Regions from separate parts of the Mus musculus genome. Here region 2 is linked to region 1. Evidence: chromatin contacts called from public promoter capture Hi-C data. All regions are on one chromosome and are shown on one strand. The core of a region is the stretch at or near the end of the contact, and the rest is flanking DNA. Distances in the headings are between cores, read along the strand shown.

The links. Promoter capture Hi-C pulls out the DNA fragments that hold promoters and counts their contacts.
Region 2: a contact with region 1 is called in a promoter capture Hi-C map of pre-B cells, with 4 times the contacts expected there. A contact is called at or near these places in 2 of 39 promoter capture datasets (embryonic stem cells and pre-B cells), 19 of 484 Hi-C or Micro-C datasets (the AML12 cell line, the Ba/F3 cell line, the C2C12 cell line and 11 more) and 1 of 130 datasets of targeted methods (embryonic stem cells).

What each region holds. Positions count from the first base shown.
Region 1 is chr19:16,800,926-16,808,628 of GRCm38.p6, reverse strand. No RefSeq gene overlaps it. Among named protein-coding and RNA genes, the nearest start is that of Vps13a, 24 kb to the right of the region's middle.
Region 2 is chr19:17,352,606-17,360,308 of GRCm38.p6, reverse strand. It overlaps Gcnt1 (glucosaminyl (N-acetyl) transferase 1, core 2), which reads left to right and starts at 3,642. Exons shown (of 3, transcript NM_173442.5): 1 at 3,642-3,752.

The DNA.
Region 1 (7,703 bases), core at 2,594-5,093:
GAAGCTGCTTCCTGTGTTCCAGACCAGATTTCCAAATCTCACGGTAGCAGAAAGGCACCTTGCACCTAATATTGCGTCATATAATCTTCCTGTTGTAATTACGAATGAAGTCAAGGAAGTCGCTACCTGACAAATTTCCAAGGGACAGATTTGTGCATCTTTCTTAACTTTCCCCTCTCACTGTTAACTGACCACCAGGTCCTATAATGTAGACCTAGAATGGAACCGACGGCTCTCATCCCTGTTGCCTTACCTCAGCTCCCGACATTCTCACTCTAATTTTATTTTTAATTAATTTATTTTATTTTATTTTATTTTTTGTACGTGAGTACACTATAGCTGTCTTCAGACACCAGAAGAGGGCACCAGATTCCATTACAGATGGTTGTGAACCTGTGGATTTGGGGAATAGAACTCAGGACCTCTGGAAGAGCAGTCAGTGCTCTTAACCACTGAGCCATCTCTCCGGGCCCCCCCATTTTCAACTGTTTATCTTCAAATCTCCTATCAGATCTCTCTGATGTCCTCATCCCATGTTCCATTTATTCATCACCTTCTAATATAGAATGATTTGTCTTTAAGTATAATTGGTTGGGAAACATCAAAACATATGCACTACTATCCCTCTTAAACAATTGGCTTATCAAAGCACACATAATTAAGTCTATATTCCTTATCTGAGAAATGGCAATAATAATACTACAATGCCATGTTTTCTTCTTTTGGGCTGGTGTGTGTGTGTGTGTGTGTGTGTGTGTGTGTGTGTGTGTGTGTTGTGGGTTTTGGTTCTTGAGACAGAATCTTTGTTATGTAGCCCAGGCTAGCGTTGAATGCCAAGCTTCCAGTGCCTCAGGAGGCACACATGACCACAGCAGGCTGCTAGGGTGGTTAGCAGTAGCAGGGCTGGGGTTTGAATCCACCCCTAAGACCCACATTCAGTTGGAGTGCCATTTCCCTGGCATGACTCACCCTTGCAGACTGATTCTGAGACTCAGGAATGGTGTCTTGGTCCTGTGTCCCACAGCTGGCATGAGGCAGGAGCTTAGTGTGCCCCCATTTTAAGTGGATGAAGAGACAAAGAAAGGCTGGCAAGAAGTAACTGGAAAAGCTCTGGGGGTGTTTGGGAAAGACCATGTCACCGTTTCAAATACTGTAGGAACTGCCACATGGGAGCCCCCATTTTCTTAGAGCAAGGTGACTTGACTTAAATGTCACCAGGGAGCTGGGGGACACGGTGCACTTCTCTGGGATGAACGTCTGTAACTTTCATGAGTCCCATGAAGCTGTCTATGATCCAGCATAAAAATGTCATAAATCAACTCTCCAGAGAAGCCAGTGAGCAGGTGTTACCAAAAAAGACCAACTTCAGATCTCTGCTGGGAAGAAACTCATAATGAGATCAGTTCAAAAGGAAAACCTTTACACAAAATGCTAAAAGCTCTGGACTGTGGAGACAGTCAACTGGAGACCAGGTAAACGTGGGAAGATAAAAAGAAAGGGGTTCCCATACAGAAGCGAGGTGGGAGCCAGGTGTAGTGGTGCAAGCCTCTAATCCCAGCACTGAGGAAGCAGAGGCAGCACATTTCTGGGAGTTCAAGGCCAGGCTGGTCCTCATAGAGAGTGCACGTCTACCTGTAGGTCATGACCCCTTTGGGGATCACATGTCAGATATTTACATTATGATTTATAACAGCAGCAGAATTACAGTGATGAAGTAGCCTTGGAACAGTTTTATGGTTGAGGGCCACCACCACTGTATTAAAGGGTCACAGCATTAGGAAGGTTGAGCCCCTTCCAAACAAATACAAAAGCATGGTGGGTAGGCTACCTAAAACAAACACCACCACCACACTGTACTCCTCCAGCCTCTGAGATCCCATAATTCTAGGATGCAACCCACAATGAAGTTGACCTTCAATCTTTTCTAAAGTATCATGGCATCATTCCAATGACCCTCTAACACTTATTTTTAGGTTCCTTTAGTTTTCTTAGTAAAACCAAACAACCGTGATGTAACTTTTGCTGGGATCTAAAGGGACTGTGGTCTGGCGATTCCCGCTTCCTTTTCCCCACAGCTATAAACACAGGTCGACTGCACCAATGACGAGGATTCATTGCAATGCCTCTGTCCAGGTACACACATGCATGTGTGCTGGTTTGCTAATGACTGAATTTCATTGTGATTTCTCTTCTCAGCACTGCCTTGTACTTAATCTGTAGCCTGGTTGACCCTGTGCCATGTTTCTTACTTTATAAATTAGCAAGAGCTGGCTATGCTATATTTATATCTATTAAGGCTTTGACTTTAAAGCACAAAGTGCAGAAATAATTGTGCAATAGACCAAATCCACTCTAATACATTGTACTAGACATGGCATCCTTTTCTCCTTAAAAACACTTAGTCATTTGGAGCTGTGACGAATGTTGGACCATCTAGTGATTGCCATATGCAGGGATCCATCCCATAATCAGCTTCCAAATGCTGACACCATTGCATACACTAGCAAGATTTCGCTGAAAGGACCCAGATATAGCTCTCTCTTGTGAGACTATGCTGGGGCCTAGCAAACACAGAAGTGGATGATCACAGTCAGCTATTGGATGGGTCACACGGCCCCTAATGGAGGAGCTAGAGAAATTACCCAAGGAGCTAAAGGAAACTGCAACCCTATAGGTGGAACAACAATATGAACTAACCAGTACCCGGGAGCTCTTGTCTTTAGCTGCATATGTATCAAAAGATGGCCTAGTCGGCCATCACTGCAAAGAGAGGCCCATTGGACTTGCAAACTTTATATGCCCCAGTACAGGGGAACGCCAGGGCCAAAAAGGGGGAGTGGGTGGGTAGGGGATTGGGGGGGTGGGTATGGGGGACCTTTGGGATAGCATTGAAAATGTAAACGAGGAAAATACCTAATTAAAAAAAAAACACTTAGTCCATAATCATTCATGACATAACAAAGACTCTCAAAAAACCTTTTATGTTTATAATCTTCAAGTTTTGCTTAACAGTATCCAGGAGTTTTCACTAATAACTTTTACTCAAATCCATTCCATTCTTTTCTTCTTCAGCAGTCAGCAGAGCCTGGTAGTACAGGTCTATGAACCTGCTATTTAGAAGGCTGAGGCAGGAGAATCATAAATTTAAGGCCTACACTAGCTCATGAGATTCTGTCTTAAAATAAAAACAGAAATGGGGTACAGGTTGGGGTCAGCAGAAGTGCCTCAAAAGCGGTAAATACATTTGTTTAGCAAGTGTAAGGGTGCTTTGGGTACACTCCTAGTTACAAAGAGGTGGGAGGAGGGGGAGGAGGGGAAGGAGGGGGAGGAGGGGAAGGGAAGAGGAGGAGCCTCAGTAGCAATGAATCTTAAGTGGGGTAGACTTAAGTGAGTGTGGGAGTCATCCAGAAAAGAAAGTAAATATTTCACGTCCATTTCTTCGTGTCTTAATAAGCTATATCTTTACCTAAAGGGGCAATAAATATCTATAGTTTTTATTAAGGAACAGCCTTCAGAATTAAGAGTAAAATAAAGAATCCTTGTTTGGCACACTGAATTATCATGGAATAAATTAAAATCTTTGCTTTTTTTTTGTTTCACACAGTCAGCCCTTCCTGCCAATCTTTTCTAAAGGAGAAACCAGTGCAAGAAGTGACTTGGCTACAGGAGGTGGCTTCTTCTGGTGTCACTTTCTAGAGAACCCCTTCTCTCCAGCCCCACCAGCCCCGCCCCGCCCCGCCCCGCCCCGTCCCGCCCCACCAGCCCCGCCCCGCCCCACCAGCCCCGCCCCGCCCCGCCAGTCCCCACCCAGCACAGCAGCTGCAGATTTCCCCTCATTCTCTGGGGCCTCCAGCCCTTCCTCCTGCCTCTCCCTGGGGCCTCCAGCCCTTCCTCCTGCCTCTCCCTGGGGCCCCCAGCCCTTCCTCCTGCCTCTCCCTGGGGCCTCCAGCCCTTCCTCCTGCCTCTCCCTGCCCTGATCCTGATGTCCCCATTGTTCTCCCCATCCCCTCTCCCACCTAGTTCCCTTCCTTCCTCTGCCTCCTATGACTATTTTATTCCCCCTTCTAAGCGAGACTCAAGCATCCTCACTTGGGCCTTCCTCCTTTAGGTCCATGGGGGAGTATCATGGGTATACTGTACTTTATGGCTAATATCCACTTATCAGTGAATACACACAGTACATGCTCTTCTGAGTCTGGGTTACCTCACTCAGGATGACATTTTCTAGTTCCATTCATTTGCCTGCAAAATTCATGATGAATAGCTGCATAGTATTCCATTGTGTAAATGTGCTACATTTTCTTTATCCATTGTTCAGTTGAGGGATATCTAGGTTCTTTCCAGTTTCTGGCTATTACGAATAAAGCTGCTATGAACATAGAGGGGCAGATTGTCCTCAGGTTATGGTGGACTATGTTTTGGGTATATGCCCAGGAGTGGTATAGTTGGGTATTTAGGTAGAACTATTTCCAATTTTCTAAGAAACCTCCTGTAGCCAGGCAGGATCCCCAGTGGAGGGACAAGGATGCCAACCCACTCACAAAACTTTAAACCCAAAATTTGTCTGTTCTAAAAGCAATACAAGGACAAAGATGGAGCAGAGACTGAAGGAGTAGCCAACTTGAGACCCATCCCGTGGGCAAGCACCAATCCCTGGCACTATTAACGATACTCTGTCTGTTGTGCTTGCAGACAGGAATCTAGCACAACTATCTTCTGAAAGGCTCTACCCAGCATCTGACTGAAACAGATGCAAATACCCGCAGCCAAGCTTTGGATGAAGGTCAGGGACTCTTATGGAAGCTGGGGGAAGGATTGAAGATGGTGAAGGGAACAGGGACTCCACAGGAAAACCAACAGACTCAACTAACCTGGACCCTTGGCAGCTCTCAGAGACTGAGCCACTAGCCAAAGAGCTTATATGGGCTGGAGTGAGGCCCCAGCACATAGGGCTGCCTTGTCTGGCCACAGTGGGAGAGAATTCACCTAACCCTGCAGAGACTTGATGCGCTGGGGTGGAGGGATGGCATTTAGAGAGATGATACCCAGGGGGAAGGCCTACCCTCTCAGAGGAGAAGGGGAGGGAAGGGGGAAGAGACTCTCTGAGGGGGTGAAGCAACATTTGAGATATTAATTAATTAATTATAAAAGACTAAATGAAGTAACATGGGAAGTCAGTATAAGTCTCTTTCAATTCTTAAGTCTTTTCACCGTTATAAATACTTTATTGACCTATCATTATATATATTTGTAGGGTCAGTGTGATAATTTGATACATGTATGCAAAAGGTCCAATATGCTAATCATCACTTGATCTCCTTAAGCATGTATTACTACTGGTTGAGATGTCTCTTCGATCCTAGGTTTTTTTCTTTTGTTTTGTTTTTGTCTGTTTATTTTGTTTTGTTTTTTTACAGAACATATGGTAATAGCGCTTGAGAAGCTGGGACAGAAGAATCACAAGTTTGAGGGCTATTTAAGATAAATAACGAGACCTTGCCTCAAAAAAAAAAAAAAAAAAAAAGTTTAAGTTGTGAAAAAATAGTCACTCACATATTCTGCAAGATATGAGAAGACTAGTTCTTCCTATGAAGCTTCTTTTTTGGTACTATTGCCTAAGCGCCTTCAGAGCACCTCTGATCTCTCCCCTCCTTCACTGTTTTTGTTTACAGAGATTAAAGAAAATTTATATTTCTAAAGGTGTAAACTGGCTACTTCTTCTGGCTAATACTTGCTGCCACCTACTGGCCAAAGCACAGAACTGCAATGAATAAATGACCAAGAGCGGGAATGGTGAATTCTATAGTAGCATTTGTGTGTAGCAGAGAGAAGGTATTAAACAGAACCGTGCCTTAAAAAAAAAAAAAAAGTCTATCCCACATTAAGAGAAGGAAAATATGTATCTGATTTGCATCTGCCCAGAGGATAAATACCTTGCCTGCTCAACTATTCCTTTATTCCAAGTTCCTCCTCATAGCTACAAAATTGTAAAGTTGTAGAGATCATTTCTTAACTACAATGATAATATTTCCTAAGATGTTATCTTAAGGAATACTGGTTCTTCTTGACAAGAAATTGAAAATTGGTGAGAATTACAGAGCTTAAATGTAGTATTTTTATTAACATGAAAAAATGCAAGTGTTAGTTTTAAACTAAAGAGTTCACGTAAAAATCCAGATTGTCATTTTCTGTCAGAAAACTGGATCAATGGACCCCTGTGGGCTCTGTTTCTACATGGCAATGGCAGGACATGGCTGAGCTTCTCAGAAGAGACAGGAGCTTTTCTGCCCATCACAGTCCTTACCACTTCCTGTTACCACCATAGCAGAAGCCCAACCGTCAGTAACCAGTCATTAATGTTCTCCATTATAATACTTTCCTATGGAGACTTTTCTTTTAACCTGTGTAGAGCAGAGCTGTCTAGCTGTCCTCTCATGAATACTTCTACTTTTTGTCAGGAACTGACATCAACTGTCATCAGGAATGACACAGATCGCACTAAAGACCCCATTTCTCTCTTTTCACACATTAGTAAGCAAATACATGGGAAAATTTGTTGTCAAACTTCTGAGACTCATTAAAGATGATTGACTCAACTCTACAGAATCACTCTCACAAACCCCCAACACACACACACACACACACACACACACACCCTTCCATTCATACCAACACACACACATATCCACACACATACACACACACTCTTCCATTCTCACATATACCCTTCCATTCACACACACACATACACATACACACACACACACCCTTCCATTCTTTCCTTGCCCTCTGTCTTCCTGTTCAAAGAAAGACATGAATGATGACAGGGGTGTGGGGCACTCTCCTGGATCCTAAGATTAGGGGAGGATGAAGGTTCAGGGCTCAATTTTAGGAAGATAGATGTAAAACACAAAGACACACACACACATATACACACACATACATACACACACATACACACACATACATACACACACATACACACACATACACACACATACATACACACACATATACACACATACACACACATACACACACATACATACACACACATACACACACATACATACACACACATACACACACACATACACACACACATACACACACACATACATACACACACACACATACATACACACACATACACACATACACACACATACATATACACACACTTACATACATACACACATATACACACATACACACATACACACACATACACACATACACACACATACACACATACACACACACATACACACATACATACACACACATACACACACATACATACACACAGATACACACACATACATACACACACATACACACACATACATACACACACATACACACACACACATACACACACACATACACACACATACACACACATACATACACACACATACATACACACACATACACACACAAACCCTGATAACCATGAAGCTAACAAACTAGTGCACATGTTCTAATTGACAGAAATATAGAAGTATTTCATATGAGCCAGCTATTCAAATTTTCTCTCAAAAATACTAAATTCAGTCTCAATGAACATATAACATTTTTAATGACACTGAAACAATTAAAGTCTGAGAGGCCTGTGTGCAACAAGAAAAATGTAGACTAGAGCCAGCAAGACGACTTAGCAAGTAGAGTCTCTTGCTTCCTAGCCTGACAATCTGAGTTTA
Region 2 (7,703 bases), core at 2,393-4,892, 550 kb before region 1:
TACACATGAGAATATGTCGATTCATATCAGAAACTTCAGACAGACAAGCGTCTCAATCACATCAGATGTATCCCTCACCTGAGATGGTAAAGGGTGGGCCTTAAGACGGAGATATAGCAAGCACGCTGACATCACCTGGTCACTTGTGAGCTTTATCTAGGAAAACCGCCACAGCAAAGGAACTCTGTTCATTGGTGGTCTCTAGTTAAAGCCTGGTTTCTCCTGTGTGACCAACCCAGGGTGGCACACAAAAGCTTCTGCCGGCAGATCTGCAGGCATTTGACAACCATGCGCCTGTGTCCTGCCTTGCAAAACTTAAATGCTCCTCTGCAAAAAAATGTCCACGCGTATCTATCCGCTCTTTGCCTTTGCCTTCAAACACAGCTTGTCTGATTCAGGCTTAGTCAACACTGCCTGTCTGATTCAGGCTTCGCCATACACAACTTTGCGATGCGTCATGCGCGGACGTGTAAGATTAAACTGTAAAACAAAGGTTAGGTTTAAAAGTGAATGTTACATGGCAAAGCTGAGGGACGCTTAGGAAGGTAACTATGAGGGGTTGCAGCTGGCTATGAGCTAGTCAAGCTGACTGAAAAGAGGAAGGACTGAGCTCTTGGGGTGGGGTTAGGGGCTTGGGGATGCGGAAATGAAGTTGGTTTTTTCTGTAGGTTCTTGTGGTGGCCAGCAGGGAGCCCTACCCCCAACCCCCAGCCTCAAGAAGTAGTCTGCAAGGCACTGCTACTCTTTCTGCTAATATTTCTCAACACATTCTTGCATCTGAGGCATATAATTAAAACAGACTGAATTATAGATAAGGGCAGTTTCTAAGAAGGCTTTTTACTTCCTTCCGAATGGAAAGCACTGCAAGCTGCCTCACGCATGGGCAAGAGGAAGAGAAATGGTCGACTAGGAGTCACAGGTCCAGATGCCAGGCAGCCCTGAGCTACCGCTCTCCGCTAGATCTGCCCTTCGCACTGGAGGATGCTCTTGTTTTCTTGCCTGCTGAAATAAGCCTCAATTCCTGGCTTGCCCTGCTTGCATCCTGCTGTGAATTCTTCCGGAGCAGAAGTTAGAGATGGAGTGCAAGAAGAGACGCATCTCCCCACCCATGACTTCAGTAATATTAGTAATTAAGTTTGGCGCAAAAGAAGTTATGATTGCCGATGGTTGGCGGATACCAAGCAAAATCAGGAATAAATAGAGAATTAAAGCCAATGAAGTGGACTTCGGGAGTTGAATTTATATCCTTCTAATACACGATGACATGGGAAAAAAAAAGGCAAACACGTCTGTGTCTCTGACATAGCTCACTGACGAGTGTATTATATATACTACAGTTCTCTGATGATATTTATAAAAGGTTTTACGGGGGGCCAGGAAATGGTTCATCGGTTAAGAGCACTGACCCACTGCTCACCAAGGTGTTGTGCAATAGTTACTTTCCTCTGAGATTGAAGCATTCCATCCTGCAGGGAAGCTCCTTAAACTGGAAAGTAAACAACTCAAAATTTCTGCAGGAAGTCCCTCAGACTGAGCAAATTCACTAGGTGTCTCTCCTTGCCATACTCAGCAATAGAAGCTGAATGCTCTTCTCAAAGGAAGCCGAGCTGCCAAGACCCTTGAGTCTCGGACCAGCTGCCTGGAGGAGGTTTAAACCAACCTAGGTACATAGAAGGACACTCTCCATCCTGTTGAGCTGCCTACAGGCTGTGCCGTGTGCTCCAGGGTCCCAGCTTCTGTGAGCTGTATGCACTGTGTGTGTCTGGTATACGTGGAAGCTAGAAGAGGGTACTAGATCCTCTGAAACTGGAGTTTCAGGTGATTATGAGCTGCCATGTGGGTGCTAGAAACCAACCCCAAATCCTCTGCAAGAGGAACAAGTACTCTCCAGCCTTAGACTTATTCTAAAAGCTGACAATGCACATTAAAGTTAGAAGGTCAGAGGCTGACTCAGTGGTGTAGCTCAAATAATCAAAGCATTTGCTTAACATGCCTAAGTCCCTGGTTTCCATTACAGTACCCAACTGAAACCAAACAAACAGAAAACAACACAACGGAAAAGGAAGAGGTGTGTGTGTGTGTGTGTGTGTGTGTGTGTGTGATTCTTATAGATATTGACAGCTCAAAACACACTTAAACTACATAGGATAAACCTCTGCAGGGCAGATTAGTCCAGAAAGGATGGGGGAGACAGCTCTTTCTCATGAAAACAAATGACAGGCTGACGTTCAGATGTCACATCCTGACATTCCGTGTGCATGACAAAATAAATCATAAACCTCATGTGGGAAAGGGCTCATGTCCTTTCTCTGTTCTAGACCTAACACATAATCCACTATAAAAGGAGCTGGAAGTGTGGCTGGTCTTCTAGATGATCCCAGTTCAATTTCTACCACCCGCAGGGAGACTCACAGCCATCTGTAACTCCAGTTTGAGAGGACCAATGGCCTCAGAGGGCACTGTATGCATGTGATGAACATACAGACACACAACACATCCATGCACATAAAATAATAATGGAATTAAACTTAGAATGCATTATAACATTACTTTTCTGCATAAAATTAGAGCAAGAGAGCGAAAACTGTCACTGGAGGGGAAATCTCTTAAGGAAAGGGTCGAGGTTGAAGGAAGGAATCATTAACTCCCAGTTCATTGTTTCTGCAGGTGGCCAGAGCTGATGTTGCTTTCCCCTGGAAGACTCCAGGGAAAGGGGGAGGGGCAGGGAACAGGGACAAGGCAAACAAAGCAATCTTCCAAGAGTCAACCCCTAGAATAGAAGAGAGGAAGGGGCCAAGCTTAGCAGAAAGGACACATGGGGCTGGAGTTGGCATGAACTGGGGTGTTATTGTTCCACTCAGTAGACACCACTATCTCCTGTTCTGTTCTGTTGCGGGCAGTCCTTGGGGCAACCTCTTCAGATCTACAGCCCAAGAGGGTGAATTTCACAGATTGGTGCTTCCAAGACAGCTCAGCCTTGCTTTCTACACTCCCACGGATAATGTCTTCTATCCTTGAGGGGCACTAAGCATGCTCACCTGAGACCCACATGCTTGCAAACTTGTAGTTTCTCTAATCTGTATATTTGTGTATTGTTTACTATGTAAAGCATAACGTGTAAAGTGAGTTAGTACTACGAATTAAAGTGCGAAAGAGGAACCAGCTTTCAAGTAAAATCAGGATTACTTGGCAAGCTGCAACCAAAAAACTGACATTGCTTGTGAATATATTGGTTATTCAATAAATTCTGACATTCTGGTAACACAAAATGAGATACAAGGTTTATCTAGAAAATGATAAGGCATGGGCGACTCTAAAGTTGATGCAGTATAAACACGTTGGGCATTTTAACTTTTTACTTATTTTTAAGATCAGACAGGACAACAGTTGGCACATTTCCTGCTTCAGAGGAAGAAGACATAAAAGTTCTTAAAAGATCCCATCCAGGTAGCTTGTCCTTGGCCCAGAGAACCAAGAATTCTTAGGAAGCAAGAGGAAGTTTGGATTCTAGTTTTCTTCCCGGACAACTGCAACTCCCAGAGGGCGCCCTCACCTCGAGCGGTGGCCGCAGGTGGGCGAAGTGGAACCGGGGGCGTGGTCTTAAGGGTGGGCCTGGGGGCGTGGTCTCGAGGGTGGGTCCTAGGGCGTGGCGCTGGCTCGGAGGTCTGGAGCGCAGAAGGCTGAGCGCGCCAGTATCCGCTTGGCGAGCCGATCCAGCACTGTTTCGTGCGCCCTGCAGGCACAGGCTCCAGGTAACCTAGGCTGGGCCAGCGGTGGGGTTGCCCGGCAGAGTTGGACAGCACCGAACCGGATCTAACGGGCGGGACGGGCTGCACCAAGGAGGCAGTGGTGCTGGAGCAGGGAGAGGGCGCTTGGTTCGGGAACCCGGCTAGGATGGAGCAGGAGTCCTCTTAGCACTCTCCTTCCGGTCCTTCGGTGGGACGCGGATACACACGTGGCATCTAGAAGTCACTTTCTGACCACTCTTTCCCGGACTGGTGCAATGAGTGAGGGCTTAGAAATCAGGGTTGGTTGCAGGCATGAAAAGTAGAGACGAACGGTGTCTTGGGCGCCAAAGACTTAAACTTCGTAAGGCCACAGGCCAGTGTAGAGACGTTTGTGACTCCCTGTTAGAGCGCCGACCGAGAAGCCGACGCTGGGGCAGAGAATGACTACTTTAGGGTGATTGCAAACAGACTGGCCAGTTTGGGGTCCAAGCAGTCGCCGCTCTTCCTCTTGCCTTGGGCTGCAGGTCTGTTACAAAAACGGGTAATTCTTCTTAGACATGTTAGTTCTTTAGTTTTTGCTTTTTCTTGGGTTATTACTTTTTCTTTTCTTTTTTTTTTCTGCCTTCCTCCCTCCCTCCTTCATTCCTTCTCTCTTTCATGTGGCTTCGAACTCAAAGAGATCTTCCTGCTTCTGTCTACCAAGGTTAAAGATGAGCGCCATCACACCTCAAGAGTGAGAAGAAGTCCATCTCATGCGCATAGCTGCTCCCAGTCTTAGTTCTTTCAGTGCAGAATAAAAAAATGCAACCCCTTTCCCCGTGCAACTGTGGAGGATCCTCCAGTGGAGGATCCGAGCTTGGCTCTGCAAAAAAAAACAAGTGTCAGCTTGGTGTGTACTCTTTATCTTTCCTTTTCGCTGCAGAAGAGAACTGCTTTGTTACAAATAATGGAGCTAGAGGCAAACTGGTAGGTAGGAGGTAGTGTTCAGAGAGAGCACTGGTGCGTTGACTTGAGAAGGAGGGTGGGTGGGGCTGTGACCTGAATTTGGTGAGTGGTGGTGGGGGAGCAATATGATTTCTTCCTCTGGCCTGCTGCCCCTATTTAGAGCTGTTCTGAAAGGCGGGTTTGTCTTCTGGAAAGGAAGAGGAGGGGTAGACAGTTTTGTTTTGTTTTGTTTTGTTTTAAAGATCAGAGTAAATTATCTGTTAGTAGACAGGGACCCCTCTGCAGAGGATTGGAAGAAGGTTTCAGTTCTGGAAAGATGGAAAGCTACAGGTATCTCTGCTTTCCTTTTTCCTTCCTTCTTCCTTCTTTCCTTCCTTCCATCTTCCTTTCTTTTTCAGGTTTTAAAGGGAGGAAATCTAGCTTTCTTAGCAATGGCTAATTAGGAAATTAGGTGGTAGGAAAAAAAGTTAGTACTGTTGGAAAGTCTTTCCTGAATGTCAGAGGCAGTTTTCTGTTAGTTGGTTGGAGACAGGTTCTCACTGTGCAGCTCAGGCTGTCATCAGAGTCTGGATCGGCTTCCTGAGTGCTGGAATTTCAGGCATATGTAGCACACCTGCTGTTTGCTACGGACTGTGTAGTATTTCAGCTGCACTGAGTAATGCAGCCTTGTGTATGGACAGATAAGGATCCCTGGGTCTATTTTTAGTATTCATATTAACAAATGAGCAATGTGCTTACAGTTCTCGGTCAGGACGTCAAATACCCAACTCTGCTGGAAAGGGTGTTTGTTCCTAGGTGACTGTTGTAAATCAGGTGTGGTATATTCTTGTGGGGACTATATTCTTAGCTTTGATGATGGAGGTTTGGTTTGATACTGTCAGGTTTCCCTTGGAGACAAATATCATGTGTGTTTATAGCACTGCTGACAGTTTTGACCAAATAGATTTTATTTTTGTGATGGGGTCTGTTCAACCTGCAACTCACTATGAAGCTCAGAGTGACTGTGAACTTCTAATCTGTCTGCACCCACTTCCCAGGAGCTAGAATTGTAGGCGAGCGCCACCAACCCCCTTATATGGTATTGGGGACCAAACCCTGAGCTTTATTCCTGGCAGGCAAGTACTGTACACAGCACACTGTAGCCCTAGCCCTTGGCCAGATGGTTTTTGTGACAGGAGACTGTTGTGTACGTTACAGGACTTTTACCAGCATTCCTGTACCCACTGGGTGCTCCAACCCCCCCACCCCCCCACGCCAGTGACAATAAACTCACATGGCTCCAGACATTGCCAAGGATTTCCCTATGGAGCAAAGTAGGCCTCTGAGAATTGAAGTTGGTCTACATAGAAAATGCTCTAAGTATCAATGGACTATTGGTTAAGTACTTCCTACCAACGAGTAGAGAAGCTATCAGTAAATTAAAATGCCTTGAAATATAAGTCTTTTTTTTTAATTACAAAGTGCAGAGAGTTATTATCCCCTGTAAATGGCTTCTGTACCCTGCCAAGTTTTACCACCACAGAAATTTCAGGTGTTTATGCCATTGTAAAACTTGATAAGAGTCTAGCATTAGAAACTCAAAGCTGGAGAAGGAACACGAAGGGACCGAGAGATGCCTTGGTGGTTAAAAGAGCAGTTGCTGCTCTCACAGAGAATCAGAATTCTGTTTCCTGAGCCCATGTTGGACGGCTCACAAGTGACGGTAAGTCCCACTTCAAAGGGTCCTATGCACGCCTCAGGCTTCTTTCGTTAGCTGCCCACACGAGCACGTAGTTATATACACACAGACACATGCACCAAAATAAATACATAAATAAATACTTTTAAAAGGAACTATTAAGCTAATTTTGATTTTTTAAAAAAAATATACTCAATGTTTCTCTCAGCTTTTTGAAGTTAGAGAAGTATCGGCTGACCGTGCATATTGAGTAGAGAAAGTTGACAGTCTGAAGTATCAACCCAAAAGAAAACTAAACAAGAATATTCAGTGCACACTTTTTATTCCTAGCTTTCAAGAGGCTGGGCTAGAAGGATGAATGGCTAAAGGTTCCCCTGGGCTACCTAGAGACCCTCCTAAAACAAGCAAACAGGATCAGCTGTGAATAAAGCCATTGTGGTGGCTCAGCAGGAAGAGACGCCTGCTGCCAGCCTGACTGTCTAACTTCAATCCCAGGATCCCATATGGTAGAAGAGAATCAACGTTTAGCCAACAGCATTCTGCTGTGCAGTTCTGTAGTCTGAGAACCCAACAGCTAATGAAGAGGACACCTTAAAATACATGTAGTAACAGATATGGGAAGGTATTGTGACCCCTTTTTAGGCCTTAGATCAATAAGCACAGAGAGGTAAAAGCCTAGCCCAGGCTATGAAAGGTGGATTCTTATCCAGGAATTGGTTGGAGTTGGCTCCTTCAGGAAGTAATTTGTAGAACTCACGACTAGGTACATAATTTGAAAGACTGTTTAAAATGTAAAAAACTTAGGCTGGTGGCAACAGAGTATTTAAGGGCCCCTCTGTGATGGACACACAGGTTGTGTATCAAGAGAAGTTGGCTCCAATAAAGCTCTCTCCATAACTAAATGGAGGATGGTGGCTCTCCCCCAAATGCAATGGCGCTACCACCAAACACTGGAATCTCTTGTTTTTGTTTTTCTCTGTGCCAGGCGGGGAGCAAACCCAGGGCTTTGCTCCACTTAGGCAGGCCCCACTCCTCTGGGCAGCCCCTCATGGAGTTCCTGAGTCATTGGTCTGTAATTTTCCATCCAGTTAGGAAATTCCTAAGAAATCCCCCCAAGATTTGCTTTTCTTTTGTTAATTCAGTAGCCTTCCTTCCTTGGGGTGCTGGGTACCCTCCTTGCTTGTTCAGGCAGGAGTTTACTGAGACAGGTATTGTTGGCTCTGGGTCTATAGCTACCATCATGACACAGTGAATGTTTCTGCATCTGTTCACTGCATCCTTGAGTCTGTTGGCTAGAGAAAGGCAGACAAGCACCCACTTAGTTGCATAGGTTATCCTAATCTTATGTGGTG